Regions from separate parts of the Sus scrofa genome. Here region 1 is linked to region 2. The links are chromatin contacts, called in public Hi-C maps. All regions are on one chromosome and are shown on one strand. The core of a region is the stretch at or near the end of the contact, and the rest is flanking DNA. Distances in the headings are between cores, read along the strand shown.

Evidence for each region. A called contact is a pair of places that touch in the nucleus more often than the background predicts.
Region 1: a Hi-C map of liver shows a contact between it and region 2, with 5 times the contacts expected there. The contact joins the promoter of SLC2A4RG here to the promoter of GMEB2 in region 2. A contact is called at or near these places in 2 of 5 promoter capture datasets (fetal skeletal muscle and liver), 6 of 47 Hi-C or Micro-C datasets (heart right ventricle, liver, retroperitoneal adipose tissue and 1 more) and 1 of 2 datasets of contacts at active chromatin or transcription factors (alveolar macrophages).

Annotation. Positions count from the first base shown.
Region 1 is chr17:62,654,066-62,660,489 of Sscrofa11.1, reverse strand. SLC2A4RG (SLC2A4 regulator) reads right to left here and starts at 4,498. Exons shown (of 7, transcript XM_021077469.1): 1 at 4,268-4,498; 2 at 3,848-3,978; 3 at 2,826-2,935; 4 at 2,003-2,367; 5 at 1,657-1,894; 6 at 1,451-1,542; 7 at 870-1,355. The coding sequence starts at 4,378. The coding sequence ends at 1,164. LIME1 (Lck interacting transmembrane adaptor 1) reads right to left here. Exons shown (of 5, transcript NM_001244490.1): 3 at 6,145-6,368; 4 at 5,711-6,051; 5 at 5,237-5,625. The coding sequence ends at 5,404. It overlaps ZBTB46 (zinc finger and BTB domain-containing protein 46), which reads left to right. Exons shown (of 5, transcript XM_021077467.1): 5 at 1-711.
Region 2 is chr17:62,593,794-62,600,520 of Sscrofa11.1, reverse strand. It overlaps GMEB2 (glucocorticoid modulatory element-binding protein 2), which reads left to right and starts at 4,641. Exons shown (of 10, transcript XM_021077553.1): 1 at 4,641-5,007. It overlaps STMN3 (stathmin-3), which reads left to right. Exons shown (of 5, transcript XM_021077837.1): 5 at 1-71.

The DNA.
Region 1 (6,424 bases), core at 3,249-5,748, 60 kb before region 2:
AGCCGGCTGTATGTTTGGACTCTGGGTTTGGGAACCGTCATGACACTGCCAGGACTCGATAGGGACCTCGACTCAAAGGACACAGCTACTGCTTCCAACTTTGCACATCTTCCTTTTTAAAAAAGAGAACTCTGAGAAAAATGCAAAAACTGGAACTTTTTGCAATATTATATGAAAGATAATCTTATTTTCGCTCATTCTGTGACATGTGCACCTCTTAAGAAAGCCATACTTAATGGTGTTTTTATTTTTTAGATTCTATGCTGTGTTTTGTACGCGGCCCTTTTTAGAGCTACTCGTCGTGAGGGCGCTGTGTGTGCTTTTCTTAAATATTTATTTTTTCAACATGCTTTCAACCTGTCAACGACAACAAAACAGACAAAAAAGGGCAGTGTTTGAAGATTGTTGAGTTTTTCTGGGGATAATCTATATTATATTGACTTTATATTGATGATGATAAACCTGTGTTTGTATTGGAGATGTGTTTAATATTCAGGGGAGTTTTCCGTCATTGGTCCGTGGGACGTCACGGCTGGCGCCCGCTTCCCTACAGCCATCGGCAGGTGAACGGCCCCTCCCCCCGAGTGGTCTGGAGATTTCTTGTCTGCCTGGGCGCACTCTGGGCCTGCCTGTGGGTCTCCTCTCTGTGACGGGCTTAGTTAGACTCTTGCAAAACGATCATTTTCAATAAACTGGGAAATCGCTGCTTGAGCAGATGCCTCGTGTGTGTTTCAGACGGCCCCTGCCCCCAGCCCTGTCCTGGGTAGAGGTAGCCAGAGGGACCACCCCCTCCGCCCTCTGCCGGCCTCCGGTCTGCCCCCCCAGGACCCCCGCCTAGGGTGGGGTCCCTCCCAGAAGACAGACATGGCTTTTGGAAAAACCCCAAATCTTTAATTTTACTCCTCGCCTGGTTCAGCCCAGACGTGAGACACCTGAGCTTCGCAAACGCGGTACGAATGCCACCCCGGCCTCAAATGTCAGGCGGGGGTGCCCCTCCCTGACGCCCCTCAAAGTGCATCGAGGACAACCCCTTGTGGCCCCAAAGCGGGGCCCATCACACCCCTGACAAGTCCGGGGCCAACAGGCGGGGGCGGCCACCCCTGGGGACCCCAGGCCAAGGGGACAGCAGTGAGGTTTGGCTTTAGTGCAAAAGGCTGGTTTCTTCAGAGGCACTTTGAGTGGTGGGGACCCCCATCCAAGAGAAGAGTCTGCAAGTGGGCGAGGCCCCGGGCAGGCGGCGGGCTCAGTCCAGGAAGCGCCGGCAGGCCTTCTTCCAGCGGCAGGCCCTGCACCAGAGGTCCCGGCGCTCCATGCCATACACCTTCCGGCACTTCTTGGCATCCCCTCGGGGCTTCCTGGGGTGGGGGTGGGGGGACACGGGGGCACGGGGTGCTATCAGGCTGGGACCCTCCCTGCCCGGTCCCGGCCCGGCCCCTCTATACACACGCACCTCGGGGTGGGACCAAGCTTGGCGGGCAGGGCTGGCGCGCAGGCCCTGACTGTGGTCGGCCGTGGCTCCAGGTGGGCGGGTGCCAGGCAGCCCTGAGAGGAGACACAGCTGTGGCCTCATGCCCCTCTGGGGTGCCCCGAGACCTGGCCCTGGCCGCCATGTCCGGGGGCCTCACCCACCTGGTAGGCGTGGTCACTGTGGCACACCTGGGGGGGCGCCGAGGCGCTGAGCACCGGGGGTGGGGGCAGGGCCAGCGGGCGCAGCAGGCGGGGCAGGGCGGGGGGCTCCGGCAGCGCCAGGCAGGGGAAGGCGGGTGGCACACAGGTGCTGGGTGACACCGGGCTCAGGCTGGACAGCCCCGCGGTCAGCGAGTCCACACCCACGTCCAGCTCCGTGTAGTAGAAGTCCTCCTCGCCATCGCTCTGCTCCGGCTCGGCCTGCCGCCTGCTGGGGACACCCCGGGGAGGGAGGCAGGCGGGAGCTGAAGCAGAGGCCCGTCTGGCGCCCCTGGCCCCCGCCCGCAGCCCCCAGCCCGCGCTGGCCCTGCCGCACCCCAGGTGCACCAGGCGGATGTGTCTCTGCATCCCGGAGGCCGTGCTCAGCACCTTCCCGCAGCGCTTCCACAGACACTGGAACAGGACCTGCAGCGAGCTCTGGGCGACAAGGGCCGGGGTCAGGCTCCACCCCTGTGTCCTCCGGGCCCGAGGGCTGCTCCCCGCTCACCTTCCTCTTCCTCAGAGCAGGCTCCCCAAACAGGAAGTGGGCTGCCTCAGGGGGCAGTGGGGGCGATGGGGTGGATGGAGAGGACTGGTCGCTGGCCAGGTCCCAGCCCCAGTCCCCGCCGCCGCTGCTGCTGCTGCTGCTGCTGCTGCCCAGCGGCCGCGCCAGCGCCTCCTTCCAGGGCTCCAGGCCGGGCTCTGCGGACACAGACCAGCTCCAGCATCAGCACTTTCGGGGGGCCCGGCCACGTGGCGGAATTCGCCGGCTGCGAGTCCCCTAATGCGGAGCCTCCACCTGTTCACCTGTCCACAGGTGAGCTTCATGGGCAGAGAAGCTCTTGGAGGAGGCAGAGGCCAGGAGGAGCTGGCAGAGCAGGAAAAACAGAAGAGTTCTCTGTGGGGAAACACCTGGCCGGCCGGGGGAGGCGGACAGGTCACGGACAGCTGCAGGCCTGGGACACGCACCTCTGGCCTCGGTGGGGGCCACAGGGTCCTGAGGTCCTCTTTGAGGCCTCAAGAGATGCATTGAGAAGATGGCACTCCAGGGGAGGGGGCTCTGCTTGCCCCGCAGGGGCTTGGCAGCTTGTGGGATCCTGCAGGGATAGTGGTCCTGGCCCCTCCGCCACCCCCACCCAAGCCAGGCCTCTAAGCCTCACCTGTGCTGAAGGCTACAGCCGGGGATCCTAGCAGGAGAGGGCAGGTAGACAGGCTTGTCAGGGCTGCAGCGGCCATGACCTCGTCCGGCCGGGCTTTTCCTGGGGGGGCTCTGGAGGAGATGAGGGTGGGGTGCAGCTGGGGCCCAGGAAGTACTCCAGGCCCCGCCCCTGGACCGGCACACGTGCAGGCCAGGGCACGTGTACGCACCAGGCTCCCTCACTCCGGGAGCTGGGCAGGAGGCCCAGCCCCACCCCCAGCTCGGGTTGCCGAGCCCCAAATCCCCAGGAACCACCAGGAACAGGCCCGGCCTGGGGGCTTCCCCAAACCTGGCTTCTCTGCAGGCTGGACTTTGTTCCACCGAGGCTTCTTCAGACCCTGGTGCTGGACAGGGGTCTGAGGGAGGCCCCACCCGTGGGGCCAGGCCCGGCTAGCCCCAGCCCTCCCCCCAGTCACACATTAACCAGGGTTGTGCAACAGCAGCTGTGGGCCTAGCGCCAGGCCTGGGAGGGCGGGAGCAGCCGGCAGTCAGCAGCAGCCAGGGGAGACTGGGCTCCAGGCATAAGTGGGCCCCCAGGCCCCAGCGGGCCGTGCCAGAGCCCACCCCTGCTTTCACAGCCACCGTGGGGTGTCAGGCTCCTGGGAAGGTTTCCCTGCAAGCAGGGCCGGGGAGCTGGCCATCAGAGGCTGGGGGATTGCTGGACAGTTGATTCCACACAGGCTGAGCGGATGGGTCTTCTGCACAGACTGACAGCCGCCCCCTCCCAGTTCTGCGCTCTGGCCCCCAGGGTGCGGGGGGAACAAGGGTTACTAACACAGTGTCATTTCTGCTCAACTCCTGCAGGGCGGGAGAGCAGGAAGGTGGGGACGGAAACCCACTTCAGGACCCTGACCTGCCCTCCACCAGGCCGCCTGCAGGGCTAGGGTCCGGAAGGCTCCAGCCCGGGTCCCACCCACCACCTCTGCACACACAGGCGCACGTGTGCACACGCCCACCTCGGCCTGGCTCGCGGCCCCGGCTCACCTATGCGCTGGCACCGGGATGTGCGCCGACGGCGCCGGGGGCCCCGCCGTCCCCGCTCCCGCCCCCGGGGCCCCGAGGTCCGCGGCCCGCGGCTTCGGCTCCTGCGGCAGCGCGAACTCCGAGGCGGGGCCCTGCGGACGCGGCCGGCTCAGCGGGAGCAGCGGCCCGGTCCCCGCCCCCGCCCCCACCCCGACCCGCTGGTGCCCGCCCCCAAACCGGCGGCGGCCGGTGCGGCCCCGCCCCCGGCCCCGCCCCCGGCCGCCGCGGCGGGAAGCGCTCCGGGCGCCGGCCCAGCCGCGCCGGACCCACGGACACGCGCGGCGATGCGCCGCCCCCGCCCGCCCCGCCCCGGGGCCCAAAGTTCGTGCAGCCCGACGCCATCTTCGTAGCGGGAACTTTGTCGGTGTCCCGGCCCGGTACCTGCGGCGGCGCGGGCACCGACACGGGTGCGGCCGTAGGGTCCCGGCCGGCGGCGCGGAGCGAGGGGCGCCCGTAGCCAGGACCGGGCGCCGGGGGGCGCGTGGCCTCCATGGCCGGCCGGCCGGGCACCGAGCCTGCAGCGGCGAGGGCGGACGCTTGGGACGCGGCCCCGGGCCGGGCCGGGCCGGGCTGGCCGGGCCGCCGACCCCCGCCCTGGATCGGCCACCGCCCGCGCCGCGCCGCCCGGAGGCTGCCGGCCGGCCCCGCCCCCTCTGCGCGGCCTGAGGCCCCGCCCCCGGCCGGCCCCGCCGCGCGCCCATTGGCCCGCCCCGCGGCCCCGCCCCAGGCCCGCCCCGCCCCAGGCCCGCCGCTCCCGCGCAGGCTGCTCCCGCGCCGGCCCGGGAGGGGGCCCGTCTCCCGCTGCCCGCGCTCCCCTGTCGCCCGCGCGGGCCGCCTTCCTCTCCGGGTGCTCCTGCGCGAGCTGCCGGATCCGGGAGGGGGCCGTGCCTACTTGGCGGGCTTCCCGGGAGCAGGTTATTCTTTAACGCACGACTGCCCACCTCCCTCACCCCTTATGTAACTCCAGGGCTGGGTGGCGGAGCCCTCGCTGGCGTTCAGGGTCCAGGTCCCCCCCTAGGGCGGCCACCGTGCGGGCCAGCTCACCGCCCGAGGGCCCACTCAGCGTGGGGACTCGCCCCTCAGGACTTGCCTCCCTGCCCACTCGGTCTTCTGAGCCCGACTAGCCGGCAGCCCGAGCTGACGGGGCCCAGCCACCGGGCCGGCTCCGCGGGAGGGAGCCGTTCCCAAGCGGGTGGTGTTCACTCCTTCCAGACACGCCCCCAGCCCCCAGGCTTTCAAGAAGAGCCAGCCGAGGCTCGGCGGTGTTGCGGCTCCGGCTCCGGGAGCCGGGGGGGTTTATTGAGACGCTGCCCTGGAAAGGCTGTGGCAGCCAGGACCAGGCTGGCAGCCCTGCTCTCTGGAACCCGTGCCGGCCGCTGTGTGTGTAGGAGAAGTCGGGGGTGCACCCCGCTCTGGAGGCAGGGAGTTCATGGAGCCGGCGAGGGAGGCTCCCCCGGCAGGATTAGACAGGAAGCAGGGGGTCTCCATGCCCGGCCTATGGCCCCTCCTGCCAAGAGCTAGAGCTTGGAGGCTCCAGGGCCCCCCATCTCCTGGATGCTCTCATACACGTTTTCCAGGAAGCTCCCGTTCACACCCACGCTCTTCGGTGGGAGGGCGTCATAGGCCAGGTCACCCCCCAGAGCTAAAACTGTGCCCCCACCCTTGGGGTCTGGCTGGTCTGAGGCAGGTCCGGGGTCCCTCCTTTTAGGCTTGCTGACCTTGGAGTACAGGCTGTCCACCTGGAGAGAGGAAGCCCACCAGGGAAGGGTCAGACCAGCCACTCTGCCAGACATCCTCCCCCCACCACCACCCCCTTCACTTTACCTGATTGGCTGGGATGACCTCAGCACGCCCCTGCCCCAGGCCCTGGGGGACCTGGCCTGTCCCCTTGAGCTTCTGGATGCAGGCATACTCAGACGCCACCGGTCTGGCCTCAGGCCCCAGCCTGGCACAGCTGTGTGCCCCTACCCACACCCCAGAGCCGAATGCCAGCCTGGCTCTGGGGATCACAGCCAGCCCCACGTTGGAATAAGTGGCCTCGGGGTCGGTGAAGGGCACGGCTGCGGGCAGCTCCTGGAGTGAGAAGGCTTCTGGGGGCCTGGTCTTGCCTCTGGACACCTCTAGCCATTGTGGGCACAGGAGATCCACGCTGGCAGGCCGCGGGGCTGAGGGTGGGGGTCAGGGTCAGGGCAGAAGTTACTCAGGGGTCCAAGAAGGCCTGCCCTCCACCAAGGACGCTGCCCCTGCTACTGGCTCACCTCTGCTGCAGGGCTGACCTCGGCACAGCTCGTGCAGTCTAGTGTCTGACTTGCTGAGGGAGCAGAGGTGGGGTGGTCTCAGCAGTGACTGGGGGCAAGGACGGCCAGTTAGTCCCCTGCCAGCCCCAGCATGGCCTTGGGGATACCTGGCACTCACCGCTTTCGTTGGCATCCCACCGCCCTGCATGCCCTGCAGCCTGGACACCTGCCTCCCTGCCCGCCTCCTGGGTGCAAGAGAATCATTGGGTCAGGGAGGCAGAGATGCAGGTCAGAGGCGGCA
Region 2 (6,727 bases), core at 3,392-5,891:
TGGGTCCCCTCTGGCAGCCCTCTTAGTGGATGTGGTGGCGACCTCAATAAATCCAGCGATGTTGGCAGGAACACGCGGGTCCTTCTGCTGGGTTCTTCTTTGAGCACCCTGTCCTCTGAGCCAGGTCCTGCCGACAGGCAGAGGCAACACCACCTGCATGTCCTCCCCTGGGAGAGGGCTGGGCACCATTGGAGGCGGTGGAGGACGATGGGCTGGATGGAGAAGGACCTTTGGGCGGTGTGTGGCAGCTCTCCTGTCACTGTGGTGGGTGGTGGGAGCTGCGTGTGCAGAGGTGCTTTTCTGGAATTAGTGGGCAGGAGCGTTAACATGGTGGCACTGGGGTCCTGTGAGACCACCTGGGCCGCGGAGGGCACCAGTGGCTGGCCTGGGAGCCTTCTGTCACTGCCCTTGGAGGGAGTGCTGGTGGGGTGAGATGCGACGAGGCTTAGCCTGAGTCTTTAGGGGAGTGGGCCTTCTCCAGCAGGGCCCTGTGAGCCAGCTGCCCGGTCTAGAGGGTAGTGGGCAGCGTGGACGTCCCTGCTGGCCCCTCCTCCCTTGGGCCCAGCACCTGTGCCCGTCCCCTCCTTCTCCTGGTTTGCAAATACCTTCGGAGTCTTGCCCCCTGCCCCGCCCCTTACAGCCCTCTGCTCTGGTAGAAACACACTCCCACGCTGCTCCTGGCCAGACAGGGCTTCCAGGCCCACCTCTGGACAGGCGGCCGAGTGTGAGTGGCAGCAGTCATGAGCATTTCTGCAGGAGTCATGAGTAGATACTTGGGGGCAGGGGGTTGGCTGGTGGCAGATTTAGATGTTGGGGGGCAGGGGACAAGGTTCTCAAACTACCATCCCACCTGCTCCGTCTTTGACATGCCTGGCTGGTGGCCCCCTCTGGTCCGTCTACAAGTCGGAGGCCTGGCTCTAGGCGTCTCCTGCCAAGACAATCCTTGGCTGGCTCCTCCCTCCCCCTCAGCCTGGGGGCATCTCAGGATGCCCAGTGCCAGCCCTGGAGCCCTGCCACTTGCCTGGACATGGCAGCCCCACTCACAGACAGGCACTTGGGGGCAGAGGCCCTGCTGACCATCCTCCTACTGGAAGCCTGAGGGGCTTCCCCCAGGACCCAGAACCAGTGCCTCAGAAACCAGCGTGGGGGTCTCCAGGGCCCTCGGCTTCCACTCTACAGAAACCTATGAGGACACCGCTGGTGGCTTCCCAGGGCCAAGCCAGAGAGCACGGATGGGTACCGATCCCCGGCAGCGGGCGCGGGGGGTGGGGTTTATCGGGACATACGCTCCCTCCCTGTCCAGGATACCACCTCCACCAGGACAGCCCCTGAGGAAGTGACAAGCCAGGACTGGAACCCAGCAGTGCCTAGGTGTGGTTTTGCTGGGATTCAGAAAGGGGAGCGGACAGGGAAATGAGAGTGGATGTCCTTTCGGGGGGCAGTGGGAGCCCATGCCACGCACCCGCCTCAGCCATGGGGAGCGGGTGAACTGAGAAATCAAATGAACGATGAACAGAAACCTCTGCATTTGGAGTTCCCTTCGTGGCTCAGCAGTTAATGAACCCGACGAGGATCCAGGATGATGCAGGTTCAATCCCTGGCCTCGCTCAGTGCGTTAAGAATCTGGCGTGGCGGTGAGCCGTGGTGTAGGTCGCAGATGTGGCTCGGATCCCGCATGGCTGTGGCTGTGGTGTAGGCCGGCAGCTGTAGCTCTGATTCGACCCCTAGCCTGGGACCCTCCACACGCCGCTGGGGGGGCCCTAGAAAAGACAAAAAGAAGTAATTCATTTAAAAATGATGCACCCATTACACGTTAATATTTTCAGATGAAAACCACTGACATTTTCCCAAAAAAGGGAATTACTGAGAACTGTTGAAGCACGTGACAACACCCAGCCTCACAGAGAAACACGGTTGGAAGAGGAAATCGCGTTTGAACGGCTGGGTCTTTGAACCAAAGCCGGAGGAGCAGGAGGTTCCTCAAGCCGGCGGCCGTGTGGATCGGGAACTGTACCAACAACGTTTCCATAAACCTACACAGGCTGCCTGGCTTGTCCTGAGCTTGCAGGCCCCTGCTCCCCACGCGCGGGTCTCACACGCAGACGGGAGGCCCCGGAGCCCGGGCGGCCGCCGTCGGGAACCACGGGAGCCGCAGCCCCAGTAGAAGGTGGGGCGGGCAGCCCTGGAGCAGCTGCGCACTGAGCACACATCTCTCGTGGGTTCCTTCTGTCTGTAACCAGCCAGGAGTGAAGGCGCCCTCCCCGAGGGAGGCAGGGTGAGAGACCACACCCCACCCACAGTGGGAACGAATCCTCCTCCAAGCCAGCAAGGCCCAGTGCTCTCTCTCGCTCTCGGAGGCAGGAGACAGGCGTGCAGGTTCAAACGCTAGGCCTGACGTCCCGCGGCAGAAACAGGCAGAGGCCGCGCAACGGTGGAAACTCGGACTGGGGGCTCTGGGGTGCCCAGAGACTCAGGGGCCAGCGGCCACAGCTCACCCAGCCGGGAAGCAGCAGGACTCGGCACAGGTGACAGGCGGGCCTGGCCCCCGTCTCCCGCATCCTTCTGAGCCTTCTCCCTTGGACTTTGCTGGCCTTTACTTCTGCAACGTGAGGGCAGGGAAACTCAGATAAACGACAGGCACAGTCCAGGCGCACCTGTTCTCCTATTTACCAGATGAGAAGACAGCAGCACTGACACAGGCTCAATAGCTTAACCTTTAGAAACACTTTTCTGGAGTTCCGGCCATGGCACGGCGGAAACCAATCCGACTAGGAACCATGAGGATGTAGGATCAATCCCTGGTGTTGCTCAATGGGTTGGGGATCTGGCATTGCCCCGAGCTGTGGTGTAGGTTGCAGACGCGGCTCAGATCCCACATGGCTGTGGCTGTGTGTAGGCCAGCAGCTGTAGCTCCGATTAGACCCCTAGCCTGGGAACCTCCATAGGCTGCGGGTGCCGCGCTACAAAGCAAAAAAAAAAAAAAAATAAAATAAATAAATAAGATTTTTCCATCACTGGGGTGAGTATACTCCAACGATTGAAAACCATCAAAGTACACCTCTCCCAACCGCAATGTCACGGGAACAAGGTTTGCTGGAAGACGTCCCAGTCTGGGAAACGGGCTTCAGGGGCTTCCTACTGGAGCATGAGCACAAGTGCGTGGCTTGGTGCTCAAGGAGGCATTTGTTTCCCGCCTTCTCCATCTCCTGAGTGGGAGTGCCCAGGGAGCCCGCAGCTGTTCGCCAGGCGCCCAAGTTCCTTGGCAGCCACTAAGCCAGAGCAATGACACACACGGGAGAGCTGGCTGCATGCCCACCCTGGTTTGAGCACAGACGGACCCTCTGGGTCCAGCCTGACTGCCCTGTGCAGGTGGGGAGACGGGGCACAGGGAGGTCTGGGGAGGAGCTCAAGGATGGGGCTGGCAGAGCTTCCACCAGGAGTCCCTGGGGCAGGAGCAGCATGCCTCCCTACTGCCCCTCCGGCCAGGGCAGGACCATTAACCACCCCGGGCCTCCCACCGTGTCCTTCTTTTTTTTTTTCTTTTCTTTTAGGGCCACGCCCGGCATATGGAAGTTCCCAGGCTAGAGGTTGAATCGGAGCTACAGCTGCTGGCCTGCACCACAGCCACAGCCACGCGGGATCCAAGTCATGTCCTCCACCTCACCTCACAGCAACATCAAATCCTTAACCCACTGAGGGAGGCCAGGCATCGAACCCAAGTCCTCATGGATACTAGTTGGGTTCATTTCTGCTGTTACAATGGGAACTCCCCACTGCACCTTTCAATCAAAGAGCAAGGCCCGGCTGTACCTGGGTCCCAGGACACAGGAACTCCTTGAAAGCTGAGCGATGCTAACCCCCTTACATACTGGAAAATCCAGGGTCTCCAGAGATACTCTAGCTAGTTACCTGTAATTAAAAAAGAGAGCGAGAGTTCTCAGAGCATTCCTAATGCTCTATCAGGTTCTGTGGTAACTGAAGGACTGAATTTTTTTTTCCTTTTGGTCTTTTTAGGGCCATACCCGTGGCATAAGAGGTTCCCAGCGCCAGGGGTCAAATTGGAGCTGTAGCCGCCACCATAGCCACAGCCACACAGGATCTGGGCCATGTCTGTGACCTACACAACAGCTCACTGCAACCCTGATCCTTGACCCACTGAGCGAGGCCAGGGAGGGAACCCACATCCTCATGGATGCTAGTCTGGTCTGATAATCGCTGAGCCACAACGGGAATAATCCAGGAGGACTGAATTTTCATTTCAGTTAAGGCAAATTTAAATGAGCACACTTGGCGAGTGACCACAGCACAGGTTTCCGCGGCTGGGGCGCAGTATAGGACCACGGTAGGGCAGCCCACAGACTCAGCAATGAGACTTATGATAAAAAATAAAATCTATTAATCGCAGGACTCGGACTAGACGAGTGGAAAGACGTAGAGGCGAGCGACTCCCCCTGGCAGGCCCTCCCGCCCGCCTCTGGGGAGGGCTTTACACACGCTGGGCACCAGCGCACCTGCATTTGGCTTCGGTCACTCATTGGGCATGCACGTTCCCCGCCCCCAGCCCTAAGCGAGTCTCCCTACACATTCTCGCCCCACTCGTGCTTGGACACACGGGGAAGGCTGCGCCTGGCAAGTGTGTCCACCAGCCCTGGCACGTAAGCCAGCTGGCGGGGCGGGGGCGGGGCCGGGGCCGCCGCGTTCCCCTCGGGCCCGGGCCCCGCCCCCACGCCCGCGCAGGCGCAACCGGCCCCACCAGGCCTTATTTCTTAGCACCGCACGCCTTCCCGCTGAGCGCAAAATAAGTCTCGGGACTCGCCCTTGCCCTGCGTGCGCGGCCCCGCCGCCGGCGTCACTAGGAAGCGCGCGCCCGGACCGCCGCCGCCGCCGCCGCCGCCGCCGCCGAATCCCCAACAAGGAGCACAGCCCGCGGCCGCCGCCGCCACCGCCGCCGCCGCCCGTCGCCGCCGCCCGCCCGCCGGCGCCCGCGCAGGCCCGGCCGCGGCCCAGGTAAGCGCCCGCCGCCCCCCCGCGGCGAGGCCTCTCGCTCCGCCGCGCGCCGCCGTCCAGTCAGGGGTCCCTGCGGAGCGTCAGGACGTTACGGCGGGGGGAGGGGAGCGGGGGAGGGGCGGCGGCGCGCGGCGGGCGTCACGGGCGTCACGGGCCCGCGTCAGGCGCGTCGGCGGCGGCGGCGGCGCGGCCTCCATCTTGCCGGAAGGCGGCGGGCGGCGGGAGCTGGGGAGGGCCTTGGACGGGGGCCGCGCGGAGGGCGCCGGGGCGGGGGCCGCGTGGGGGGCGGGGGCCGCGTGGGGGCCGCCTTCTCGCGGGGCTCCCCTCGCGTGGGCCCCCTCCCTTGGGGGGCCTCTTTGCGTGGGGGCCCCTTCGTGTGGGCGCTCCCCCCGCGGAGGGCCGCGCGGGTCCCCGCTTCCCGTGGGGGCCGCGCCTCCCCTGGGGGCTGCGTGGGCGGCCCGCGTGCGTGCTGACCCGTTGGTGAGAACCGTGGCTCCCCGAAGCCCTCGGCGGGAGCTCCTCCACACGCGTTCATTGCCAGCGGTGACCCGGACACAGTGGGTTAACTTTGCGTTCACCCAGTTGATTCCGCTGGAGAACCGCGATCTCTTAGACGTTTCGATTACATCAGTCTTTTTGCTGTTTTAAACAGACCGAAGTTGTACATAACTGCTGTACACAAGGTGGTCGGTCCGGATTATGTTACACCCAAGAAAGCCTTACCCCGGTCTGTGCCCTAAACCTGTCCATCCCCACCCAGAGTTTTTCTTTCTTACTGTCGTGATGAGAGCGCTTAACGAGCCGTTGTCTTGCGCAGCAGGTTAAGGATCTAGTGTTGTCACTGCAGCAGCTTGAGCGGCTCCTGTTGGATCCCTGGCCCAGGAGCTTCCGAGTTCCTGCCTCAGGTGCAGCCAAGAGAAAGAAGGCGGCGGCTTCAGTAGCCAAATGTTGAGTGTTCAGTGCTGTGCTGTCCAGCCGGGGTGCTGTTCCATCCCGAGATCTCTAGGACTGACTTTGCGTAACTGAAACTTTGTGCTCTTTGATAGGTCCTGTCTCCCCCGTCCCGGCCACCACCCTGCTCCGCCCTGTGTCTGGAGTTTGACTCTTTTGATCTAAATACCTCGTGGGAGAGGCAGGCGTCATGTAGTGTTTTGTCCTCCTGTGTCGGCTCGTTGCACTTAGTGCCACATCCTCTGTGTTCGTCCATGTGGACACAAACGGCAGAATTTCCTTTTTATTTGATTTATTTCGCTTTTTAGAGCTGCACCTGCGGCGTATGGCAGGTCCCAGGCCAGGGGTCGTACGCCACAGCCACAGCAGCACGGCGCCTGAACCCTGTTGTGACCTCACCACGGCTCACGGCAACGCTGGATCCTTAACCCACGGAGCAAGGTCGGGGATCGCTCCCGCAACCTCATGGTTCCTGGTCGGAGTCATTCACCACTGAGCCACAACGGGAACTCCTGTATACCAAATTTTTGTCCATTTGTTCATCCGTGGAGATCGAGGTTGCCTTCGTATCTCGACTTGGGAATAACGCTGCAGTGAACATGGGGTGCGTTTGTCTCTGGAGAGCCGCATTTAATTTCCTTTGGACGCGCACCCAGCGTGGGCCTGCTGATCACACAGTAGTTCTGTTTTTAGTCTTCTGAGGGACTCGCAGACTGTCTTCGTAGTGGCTGCACCAGTTTATGCTCCCACCAGCCGTGCACCACACCTT